Regions from separate parts of the Gasterosteus aculeatus genome. Here region 1 is linked to region 2. A link is a contact called in public Hi-C data. All regions are on one chromosome and are shown on one strand. Each heading gives the region's core, a stretch centred on a gene start, on an enhancer-like site or on the middle of the called end of the contact. The rest is flanking DNA. Distances are from core to core; before and after follow the strand shown.

Region 1 (5,442 bases), core at 1,008-3,507, 58 kb after region 2:
AGTCATGGGAAACAATTAAGTTAGGAATCAAAAAGCCACAGAACTCCACATTATGGACCAGTTCAAACGGGAAACCGATTGCCAGAAAGTCCAGAAACTCTCACAGCCATCAGTCTTCAGACTCAGAATCAGCTTTATTCCCCATGTATACTTATGCTTATGCATACTTGGAACTTGACTCCGGTTACATGTGCTTTCTATTACAAAAACACAGTACATACAATAACAAGGAATATTCAAGGAATTAAGAAAAGGGAATATATCAAAAAATCAAGAGATGTATTTAACAACTGTACCATATAAATATATATATAAGTATGAATGAACATGAACACAAAGACAGAATATTGCCGTATATGTTGTCCGTCCCCGCCCATTGTGTCTGTTTCTCTCACATTGAGCTTCTCGGAACACACCGTCTCCAAACTGTCAGTCCTCGCTGCAATGTTTGTCCCTGCTGACATCAAACGTGCTTTACACTATCTGCGTGTTTGTTTGAAGTTCTCTCCACTCGGGGGGGGGGGGGGGGTTGTGTGTGTGTGTGTGTGTGTGGGGGGGGGGGGGGTGGGTAGAGGAAAAACTTCTGTATTCTGGAGTTTCAAGGAATCTAGAAAAGAAGGTGCGGATTTCTTGTGCGCGGATGAAAAGCGAGAAGGTGCCAACTGAAGTCTAAAAGACAAGCGAAGGCAGACTGTACAAAGCTGGTGTTTGCTTGCAAACAAAACGGGTGCAGGTCAACAAATCGGCGCGCACACACTGTAAAAACATTTATAGTCTCCCCGGCAGAGAGGCCTCCATCTATTCATCAGCGCCAATGTTGGCAGAGCAGTTTGCATCTTGGTTGTCCGTGACAGGGCCCGCCTGCTTCTCCGAGATTTATTCTTCCCCCATGATGTTCAGCCTCTAATTATTTTCCTGTTTGCTTCAATACACGGGCACACAGGCAGCCTATGAGCATAAAAACAACGGGGCAGATCGAGATTAATAAAAAAAATAGAGTGGTGAGTTGTGGCCTTGGCATCCATGTCGGTCCAAATAAAATGTTATGTATTGTATTATGTCCTATTAGGCATGTGCATGATATTGTCATAACAACTCTTGACCTTTGACCACCACAGCCGCCTCCTGCAGCCGGACACACGTCACCTCGCAGAGGCGCGACAGTGGCACAACGGCCGCCGCCGAAGCTCGCGCTGACAGGAATACGAGAAAAACAGGCGAACAACACCCACCGCGTTCAAAGATCCGCCCATCTAACGCTGGATAATTAGAGACCCCAAAATTCCTTGGTCAGCCTTTCAAAGCCGCGACGCTGCGGTAATTTACTTGATTGGAATACAATTTTGAGGTTCAATTAATTCCGAGCCGATTTAGGAATACATTACAGGGAGACTGATTTATTTAGGTTAAGCTCCCATCGGTGCGGAGCAAGAAGGCTTCAACAGAATGATGTTTCGTGGCGCAGAAGTGAAAAATATTCAAGCCTCTTGAAAAGGCGTTAAAGGAGCATGAAAAGGAGCCAAGGGTGATACTATACCCCGACAACATTTGGTTAATTGGAGATTGGTCACGGGCTGTAATATTTGACTGTAATCTGAAAGGCCTGTGAAAGCACGAGTGTGCAGCGAGAGAGGGAGAGAGATCAGCACAAGCTGTGAGGAGCAGCCAGTGATAAGATTAAACCCATTCACATCCCATAATGAAAAATCAGCAGCACCGGCTCCCTCTTTTTTTTTTTTGCCGGCCTCATTTCCCACACCGTCACTCCTTTGGGTTGTTTTTCGCGTCGATGACTAAAGAAGAGGCGCCACAACAACGCGTTACACGCCTGTGCGCTGGCACGTGGCGCGGCGGCGCACATTCAATATGGTGTCGAAACGCTGGGAGGAATCGAGAGGTGGAGAAATAACAGCGTAAATATCAGCCTGTTCCTCCGCGTAACCAAACTGACTCATTATGAACTTCAAAGACACAGATAGGAGTTTTAATTAAGAGAAATGCTGCGGAGCAGTGGAGATAAGTAACAGGCCCCCCCCTCCCCCACCTCCCCCGCCTCCCCACATCTCCACCCCTCGGTGCTCAGACAACATCATTAGGCCGGTACAGAGGCTGGTGGTGCGCAGCAGCCAACCCGTCGCCAAAGCCAAACGCGCCGCGTGGCCCCGCCGCGGTAATCCTCCCGTCACAGGTCCTTTGTAGTGATGCGGAGTGACACTGTGCGCGTTCTGCTCCGCGCGCGCAAAAACGTGAACGCGGGATTATCTGGCGGCAGCAGCTGCCGGTGGGCCGCGTTCCGTACGGGGAGCGGGGGCCGAGGGGCCCGCGGGAGGAGCCTCCTTTTTGCTTCCGGTGCTGGTTTGTGTGGCTCAATCCGTAATGCCGACCTTTCACCGCAGAGGGGTGTTGAGGTCAGACCGCTGGATTATCTGCCGGTTGATAGTGGGATTCTAGTGTCAGTTGTCATGTCATGTCATGATGCAACGTGAAGCCAGAGCTGTAGAGATTATTGTATTGAAAGAAAAATCTGTTGTGAAAAGAGTTTGAAAATCTCTTGTTTCAGCTTGTTTTTCTGGATTCCATTGTCTTAGAAACCATAATGTCTTTGCGTTTTGAATAAGGCTGCAACTATTGATTATTTTCATTATCTATTCATCCGTCATTTATCTGACAAAATCAGAATGTCACATTTCTCCAACAACCACTCCAGAATCCAGTAATATAATTAGCTAAAGTCCTATTCCTAGAAAAGTCCATTGTGGGGAGCATTTGTTTTTTTGGGAGAATAACACTCAATAAACAAATAGCTGACAAAGTTGTTGTAGATATATTTTCTGGTAATCAACAAATAGATTAATTGACTATTTGTTGCAGCTCAAACAAACTGGAGCAGTTGTTCCTTGGGGGCTTGAGATCTTATTCTAGCTTCCTACATTTATCAAATAACGATTTTGTTCTGAAGCCTCGTCAACTCTGAATGTGAGTGTAATGTGCAATCTTTGCATCTTTGCATCGTTGTACTTCACTGCTGATGTTTAAAAACACGTGCCTCCATGTGCCTCCGCTCCTGGTGATTCCGATGCTGTCAGACCCTGGGAAGAAAAAGCAGCTGAGACACTATCAAAAAAGCTCTTTTTAAACCCATCAGATAATGTCAAAATGCATCGTCATCAAAGCAAAAACCACGCTGTTTGACGTAGATCCCAAAGTCGCGCTTCGGAGAGAGGCAAAGTTTTCACATTACAATAACGTCTTCATTAAATTTCACAAGGAGGTCAGACAAAAGCCGAATAAAAAGCTTCAAGAGAGGAAGACGCTGACGAGGAATCAAACATGTTGTGACATAAATGCGACTTAAATAGCATTTCCTTCGCTCAATTAGCCGACGATCACACCGATTGTTACATCACACCGTCCCTCCCCCTGCCAAGCCAGGTGAGCTGCGCCGCCGCTCGCGTCTCAGGTGGATCCCCCTCCCCTCCCGCCTGAGTGGGCCTGGGTGAGCTCCCCCAGAACGCCCCCACACGCCCCCGGGGGGGCCGCTGCGCGGCGTAGATCAGTAGCAGCAGAGAGAAACCTGCCCCCTCTGGGGGGGAGGCCTGATGTCGGAGAGATTAATTGCAGACTACGGAGCTGCTGCATGCTGGGAGCGCACATCGCTTGCAGGCTCAAATATATTCATCTGCTTACACACACACACACACACAAACACACACAGTCCGCCTCTCCCCCTTCACAGGCGGGATCCATCAGCATGTTGAATCCAAGATGAATATCACCCCCGAGGTGCTGCTCCTTTGTCTCCAGGTAGCGCTGCCTGGCGTTCTGCCCACCGCCTCCCGCTTTCATGTGGCCAAGGGAATTATCCCTCCTTTGGTGTGTGTGTGTGTGTGTGTGTGTGTGTGTGTGCAAGTGATGGTGTGTGTGCTTTGCACTGGAGTGCGACGCCTTCCCAGGTCCTCTCTTTCATATCGGTTTTCTGTCCTGGCAACGGGCCAGCCAGCCGAACTCACAGGTGGCTGGCTCGTTTTACCGGAGGCCCTCGAGCAAGGCAGCGCTGTGGCTGCCGCCGCGGCCCAGCCGACGATTACACAGAGAACAGCCAGAGGAGGGACACTGTTCTCAGGCGGCTGCGCTGTAGTTAGCGGTGGAGGGTTAGGAAGTGGTTTGCTGTGTGTGTGTGTGTGTGCGTGTGGGTACAAGTACAGTAAATCACTGAGGCTTTTTTTCATGCGCACAACGAGGCCCCTGAATCTCAAAGAGTTTTCCTGCACGCTCATATGTGGCTGTGTGTGTTTGCGTCGCCCCCATGTTTAGTTTTATTTGTACAAGGAGAAAAATTGAAGGTACAAACCCACAGTTTGTGCTGCTTATTTTGGGGAAACATAACAACTGGTATTTCCCACTCTTCAAAGAAAGCTGTATAATACTTGGTTTTGCTCTCTTCTGACGTGCTTTGCGGAGATCCCCGCTGAGAATCCAGCTTAAACGCTTTTCCATCCCGCAAACTCCTCTCTGAGCACAGCGGCCGACTGAACCTTGAAGGTGGATCTAGAGACTGAGCTAACTTTTCACAACAAAGATCATCGGGGGCTTTGGTAGTGCCATTAGGTGTGAGTGTGTGTGTATTGGGGGAAGGGGGGGCTTTGCTGCTATCTTTGGGCCTCTACAAGTCTGGCTCTGTGTGTGTTTGTGCGTGTTGTGTGCTGTGTGTGCGCGCAGTGGCTGCCGTCCCACCTCTTCGGTTAATCACTCTATAAAGTGATTAAGACATTTTGCCAAATAGAAAAAAAGAAAGAAAAAAAGAGAAATCTCATCATATCAAGAGTAAATTATTTTGGTGAGCCTTTGCAAGTTAACTGATGTCAAATTCAGGGTTTCCTGGCAGTGAGTGTGTCTTTACTGGAATCAAGCAAAACCCATCCTCATAGAAGGCGTCAAGAAAATCCGTACCTGAAAGCCACTGGTTCCTTGCACTCTGTGTGTGTGTGTGTGTGTGTGTGTGTGTGTAACCTCTGCCCTGATGAGCCGGTCCCAAAGCAGTGCTGGTATGTTTTCTGCTGCAGCAGAATGGGCCTGCAGAGCAGCAGCAGGTGGCCTCCACCTCTGTAGTGACTCCAGCTGGCTCCCGCTTGTTGATACTGGGCTGCAGGATGCAGCGTGAAGTTTTAAGTGTGTCTGAGTGCTGGTTTGGCCTTTCCACCCTAAGCACACTCACTGTAGTGCTAAAAGTGGGAGGGAAAAGTGGTCACATTTGGAGGCACTACGCCTGAGTTTTATCTTTTACTCCATTGCCCTCTTAAGGGACATGTAAAAAACACTATGGACAATATGTTTTACATAAAGTGAATATGGTTATCTCATAGTATATGATCATTGTTATAGTTTGAAAGTCCAGTGTAAAACAGGTCGATCATCTACAATTGTTAATGCATCAGTAAAGTC
Region 2 (5,914 bases), core at 848-3,347:
AACAAACAAACTAAAATGGCGTCTCGACGATTCGAAGACAAGATGAAATTCCTCCGGCTTCCTTAGTGCAGTCTAAAAAGAGGTGTTTGGTCAGTCGGGCAAAACCCTAAATGGTCTCAAAAATCCAGGGAGGGAGAGAGAGAACGGGGGGGGGGGGGGGGGATTGGATGTGGGCCTGACGAACTATACAAAGAAACCAAGGCGACAAATAACTTACGGTGACTTGGAGTGTCGGAGTGTCTGGGCGGTGCAGTGGAGGTGCATCGGGACTATTGCGGCAAAGCTGATTGTAAAAAGAGAACTGACGAAACACAGACGACAAATCGATGTTTTTTTTGTTTGTTTTTTTGTTGTCGTTTTTGTTTTTTTTACGGTGAGACAAGGTGGTTGCGTGAGGGTGCTCCAGCTAATCATGATTGTCTTGTTCAGTTCAGTGTCTCTCTGGTGGGCGCCTTCAGGACGGGAGGAGAGTGCAACAAGTGAAGGGTTTTCTGTGGAGGGGGTGGCAATGTGACCGTGTCGAAGGGGTTGGGTGGGGTTCGGAGAGAGACGGGTGGAGGGGGAGTGCGGCCCTCTGGAGAACTGGAGGCCTCAGACGGGAGATTTAAGGGTCTTCGTGGAACCTAGCAGGCCTCCATCTCAAGCAGAGGGCCCGTAGCTGCTGCCTTCGCTTTGCATGTGGAGAAATTGTCCCGTTTTCCTCCTGGGAGGGAAAAGCAGAGCAAAAACAAAGACAAAGTTAAAAAAAAGAAGGAAAGACTTTTAAATCCAAACAAACTATGAAGTCACTGCATCTGTATACCGACAAAAGGAAAAGAATGAGCAGCGCATCGGCGACTCGCACCGAAACACTGGTCCCACGCGCCGCCTCGACTCACACGGGACACGTCGCGACGACTCAGAGTGACTCAGGCTGATCACCTGTCCTCACCGGCCACGCCTTCTATCGGTATCCGCCGTACATCGCCGCAGTGTTACAGCTGACTGAAGGAAAGCCTCTGCAGCTGCGTCGAGCCGAGCTACAGAGGGGTCATAGGTCGGTGACAGGATGTGGGCCGGGCCCAGCTTTGATCCAGTCCAACGCGGGGTCGCCGTGACCCAGCTGGCAGTGCTGCGCTGGTCTTGGCCCCTCCCCCCACCCTGACTGACTCATACCTCCCCTCTCTCGGGGGCGTTTGCCCGATTGTTCTGGCCGACATTGAGGCTGCCGCTCCGGGTGGTCGATGGGAAAGCAAGACGGGGAAGCAACTCTCCACACGGGAGGATGGCTGCGTCGACCCGGTTAAACGAGCACAGTTTTACGGGGGCCGCGTTGGTAATTGGTAACCTGAACCAACGTCGTTCAGGTGCAGATTGTTACCCGACCTGCTCGATCCACTTCACAGGACTCACGCAGAATGGTTTGTCACGCCGCAAAAGTGCTCTTTTCCGCTGTCGTGATGTGAGCTCGGGCTAACATAACAGAGTTAGCTTCAGTTATTGACAAGCCGAGGAGAGGTATTCTAGAGCCGAGCGGCATCAAATGGAATATGTGATCAAAGCAGGCGAGGCAGAGGTGGATGGTTGCCTCCTGCCATGCTTTGTAGAGACGAAAAGGAAAAGGAAAAGCAGCGGAATCTGTTTTGCTTTCCTCTGGTGTCTCTTTGTAGGAGACAAGTCAGCTGATCCTCCACCGCTCGCTGCACCTTAACACCACCCTGCTTCACCACATGTGGATGAGAGGGGACGGGGGAGGAGAGTGACCCGTCAGCAGCACAAAGTGGAGCCTGAGAGGGGGGGGGGAGGGAGAGAGAGAGGGAGGGAGGGGGGGGGCTGTCGCTTTTATTCACCTCCGCCTTTTCATCCCGGGATCTCAAAGCGGACCCGCACGCCCGGGACTGCACCCTGTTTCCTGGGGAGCATTTCCCCCCCCCCCCCTCCTTCCACAGACATGAAAAGCTTTGGCCTTCCTGCCAGGGGAAGAGGCCCGAGGGTCTGCGGGCGAGAAAGTGCACGTGTGTATGTGTGTGTGCGTGTGTGTGTGTATATGTGTGTGCGCACAATTCAAAAAAAAAAAAGGTTGGTGGTAACAGCAGGGATGTGTACTGCGTGGTGGTTGGTTGCGGGGGTTTTGGAGGGGGGCCACCGGGCCAGCTCTTCACAAGGTCCAGCCGACACAAACACTGGGATTCAGGAGCAACTTGACCCCTCCTCCTCCTCCTCCTCCTCCTCCCCTCGACATTAGCACTCAGGAATGCCGCCTAGACTTTTTTTTTTTGCAGGAAATGAAACGCTCCTCTGTTCAGAGAGCTAGCAAAAGTTTAGCCCCCCCCCCACACACAACCCAAACGCCCTTTTTTCTCTCTCTCCTTTTCTGCAGCAGGGGGGGGGGGGTGAGGAGTCGGACCCGCTCCTGCCGAGCTTTTTGAAGTGTGGGAGGTTAAGATAACTGGCACAAGCTCGCGTCTCAATCGCCGCTTTCACCTCCCAGGCCAAAATCAAAGCGGCCGCAGATGAGGCCCGCCTGCCTCGCAGCCCCCCTAACCTCCAAACCCACCGACGCCCCCCCCTCAGCTCGCCCTTTACTCACAGCTCTGGGCTTTCTTTTGGTGCCATTAGAGAGGAAAACACCGCTGACAAATCACTCTAAAAATAAGCGGAGTGGGGAGAGGTGTCTCCAGCAGAGGAGGGCTTTACCGTGGCAGAGACTACAGCCAGTCAGGGAAAAGACTGAGAGACGGACACTTCATTTTGTAGATATGGCCATCCTTTTTTTTAACTTATGACAGTTGGGAGCATGGTGATATCGCAGAAAGAAGTCTGACTGGGCAACAAAAGAAAGTCACAGTCACGTGATTTAACTTTATTTGGAGGGGAGACACAAACTCCTCAACGATTGACGTAACGAGTACAACGTTACCAAAAGGTACAATGCGGTCAGGTCGAGGTTGCGAAAAGGTTCACACTAACTTTTTTAGTATTTTCTAGTATCACTTGTACACCAACAAGGATGAAGTACAATTCACATTGCACCAATACTTTAAGTCTAATTCCTCAATGTGTAACACGCGTGGCAATAAATGGCTTCTGATTCTGACTCTGAGTTGCAACAACCATCACTGATGACCGTCGTGTGTTCGGACGGAACCGGTTCAAATCGGATGGGAATATTAATGATGCCTCCCTTCTTAATCTCAACCTGAGATCCAGGGAACAAGACGTGCCATAACTCCGTTACATCATGCAGCGAGGTCAGCCCAGTCCGGCTCAGACCAGCTCCAGAAAGTATAATTGTCCCCACATTTAGAACAAAGTCTCGTGCGGCGGTTTGTGTTGGCGCGGCCGCGGCCTGGAACACACAGCTGGTTTTGGGGACACGGTTTTCAAGGCAGCCTCCTCTAAATACATCTGTAGCAGCACCGCTTTTAAAGACACAGAGGGGAAGGGGGTGGGGGGGGGGGGGGGGGGGGGGGGGCAGGGAAATAAGTTTAAAAAAAAGTAATAGCACCTGAAAGACAAAGCGATGTTTGAAACAAAACGCTGTGCACTGTCAGCGCATTCCTGTAGCACATAAAAGAAATCGCTTCTTAAACATTTTTTTTAAAGCTGCTATCAAAAGGCAGCTCGGGGGATGTATCTCATACACGGGGTGGGTGGGGGGGGGGGACGGTGCCTGTGTGTTAACGTCTGGAGAGGAGGGAGGGGTGGGGGGTCTGGTTGTGGTCAAAAGGGGGAAAAAGGGGAGGGGGAGTCACCAAAGCCCCAAACCTCAGCCATGCGTGGGTGAGACTGTGGGAGTACAGGATGGTGTGTGAGGAGGGGAGAGGGGGGGGGGTGTTGCCCACATCTGAGGCGGCATCGCTGGGGGCCCGGGCAGCTGAAGTTTGGCTGCGTGCCCTCGAGCGGCTCAGTCTGAGCCGCTGCAGGCCGGGGGATGTCGAGAGATGGTGGTGTGTGCGTGTGTGTGTGTGTGGGGAGGGGGGGGGGGGGGGGGGGGCGCACATTCAAAGAGCCGCCGCAATTGCTGCCGCTTCTGCTGTGGTCTCGCTTCAAAGGCCCCCACCGCCGCTCGTATTCAGCGTCGGGACGGAGGAGCAGGAAAGAAAAGAGATTGTACTGCCGCTGAGGTTTAGCCCCCTTTAACAATTGCCCCAACGAGTCGAGTAAAATAAAAAATAAACACTGCTTCCTGCAGTTCCGCCGTCCTGCTGATGCATTGGGGGGGGGGGGGGGGTTCCTTCGACTCAAAAGATAAGCATTTCCCCAGGGGAGCGTCTGTCAAGGTCACATATCTCACCTCTTTCAAAGCGTTGGGGAGGTTGAGGGGGGGCCGGGGGGCTGATAGGAAGAAGAGAAGACATCACAAAAAGAGACTGGACCCTCATACTGTTACTGCAGCTGACCAAACCTCCACACAACAGGCCCGTAACTCAATCAAAACACGTCTCCAGCCCCAGTCTAAACAATGGGAGCACTGCGGCTGCATGTCTCACGTGTAAACAAAGACCTTTAAGAGGGTTGTCCCCCCCCTCTTCCCCAAGTGTCACGTAAGGTTTGCCGGGATAATAAAACCATGTCGGTGTACAAGATTTGTGCTTCTAAGCTAAAACCACATGCTTGAATTACATGAAGCTTGACGTGCTGCCACCCTCTGGAAGTCCACACAAGTGCTGAGAGGGTCATTTCACTTCACAGAGCGGCCTTTGTGGAGGTCAGGGGGAGGGAGGCGAGAGAACGGGAGGACTGCGGGGGTCAATATTTCCCACCCACGGAAACATTAGCCGGGTGGGGTGCGGGCTGGATTGCTCTGATTTAAGCCTAAATTCCCCCCCGCCTACCACACATATTTCTTCATGTGTGTGAAAAAGCGCAGTTTGGGAAAAACATCCTCCCGTCTCCTGTGCCCTTGTGCTCAAAGCGAGACCCACAGTCTGTTTTGCAATCCGGATTCCTTTCCCAATTATCCCGGGTCACTAATAAGGCGGGGTGCGGAGGCACTGGGCTGTGCCGCGGTGGCCTGGAGGCTCGGTGCCAAATTGAAACGACTCGGGAAAAGGAGGACGGCGCCGAATCTTGCCTAATTGCAGGCGCAGTGTGTGGCTGGCTGCTCAGATGTGCGAGAGAGTGATGAGGGTCTGAGAGAGAGAGAGAGAAGATGAGAGGCAACAAATACAGAGAGAGAGAGAGAGAGGGGAGGGGGGAAAAGAAAATGGGAGATGGAGACTGAAGGATGAGTGGCAGTCGAGAGTGATTGGGTAAACCGAGAACTCCAGAGAATAAGGGATTTTCTTTTTGCCCCTTTTCTTACGCTCCCTTTCCACCCCTCCCTAACACACCCGTGCCCTCCTCTTCCTCCCTCGTTGCTCATCAAAGTCTTCTGACAGCTGACTTCTGGCTGCACACATCAGAGGGAGCGGAGCCGGGGCCCCGACCGAGAACGGAGGGAGAGGGAGGAGAGAGGCCACCAAAAGCCCCCCATTTACTTTCATGCCCAAGCGGACATGAGGTTACAAATGACCCCTCACTGCACTTGGCAGACTTTACCAATTGTAAAGCATCCTTTTATCCCGGATCATGTGATTAAAAATGCAGCCTCTTGCACAAGTGTTAAGGGGGCAGATCGGCTAGGAGAGACAATGATTTTGTTGGACAACAAAAGCGCACCTTTATAAGAGTCCGGCCGAGATGACTCGGGCGCGGTTTTATGACAGTTTGCAACTCCAAGGCCCTTTCTAGGGCGGATTAAAAGGCCACCTTTGTGAAAAAAAAAAAAAATCTGCAGCGGGTGAATTGGGAAAAAGCCTTGAGGGCATGTGTGTATGTCTCGGCCAGATAGCTATCTCAAAAGGCTGTGAATCAGCAGGCTTAGTCACACAAAAGGCTAACAGCATGAGAGGAAGGGAGAATGAGACTAAATAAAGACGTGTGCAGAAAC

What was found. A called contact is a pair of places that touch in the nucleus more often than the background predicts.
Region 1: a contact with region 2 is called in a Hi-C map of skeletal muscle, with 4 times the contacts expected there. The contact joins two enhancer-like sites. A contact is called at or near these places in 3 of 6 Hi-C or Micro-C datasets (skeletal muscle and tail fin).

Annotation. Positions count from the first base shown.
Region 1 is chr9:15,693,629-15,699,070 of fGasAcu3.hap1.1, forward strand. No RefSeq gene overlaps it. Among protein-coding and RNA genes, the nearest start is that of LOC120824925, 18 kb to the right of the region's middle. Within about 2 kb of position 2,258, at least 2 of the 9 cell types and tissues checked have open chromatin away from gene starts, as enhancers often do.
Region 2 is chr9:15,635,449-15,641,362 of fGasAcu3.hap1.1, forward strand. It overlaps lef1 (lymphoid enhancer-binding factor 1), which reads right to left. Exons shown (of 11, transcript XM_040187550.2): 11 at 1-703. Among protein-coding and RNA genes, the nearest start is that of hadh, 9.6 kb to the left of the region's middle. Within about 2 kb of position 2,098, at least 2 of the 9 cell types and tissues checked have open chromatin away from gene starts, as enhancers often do.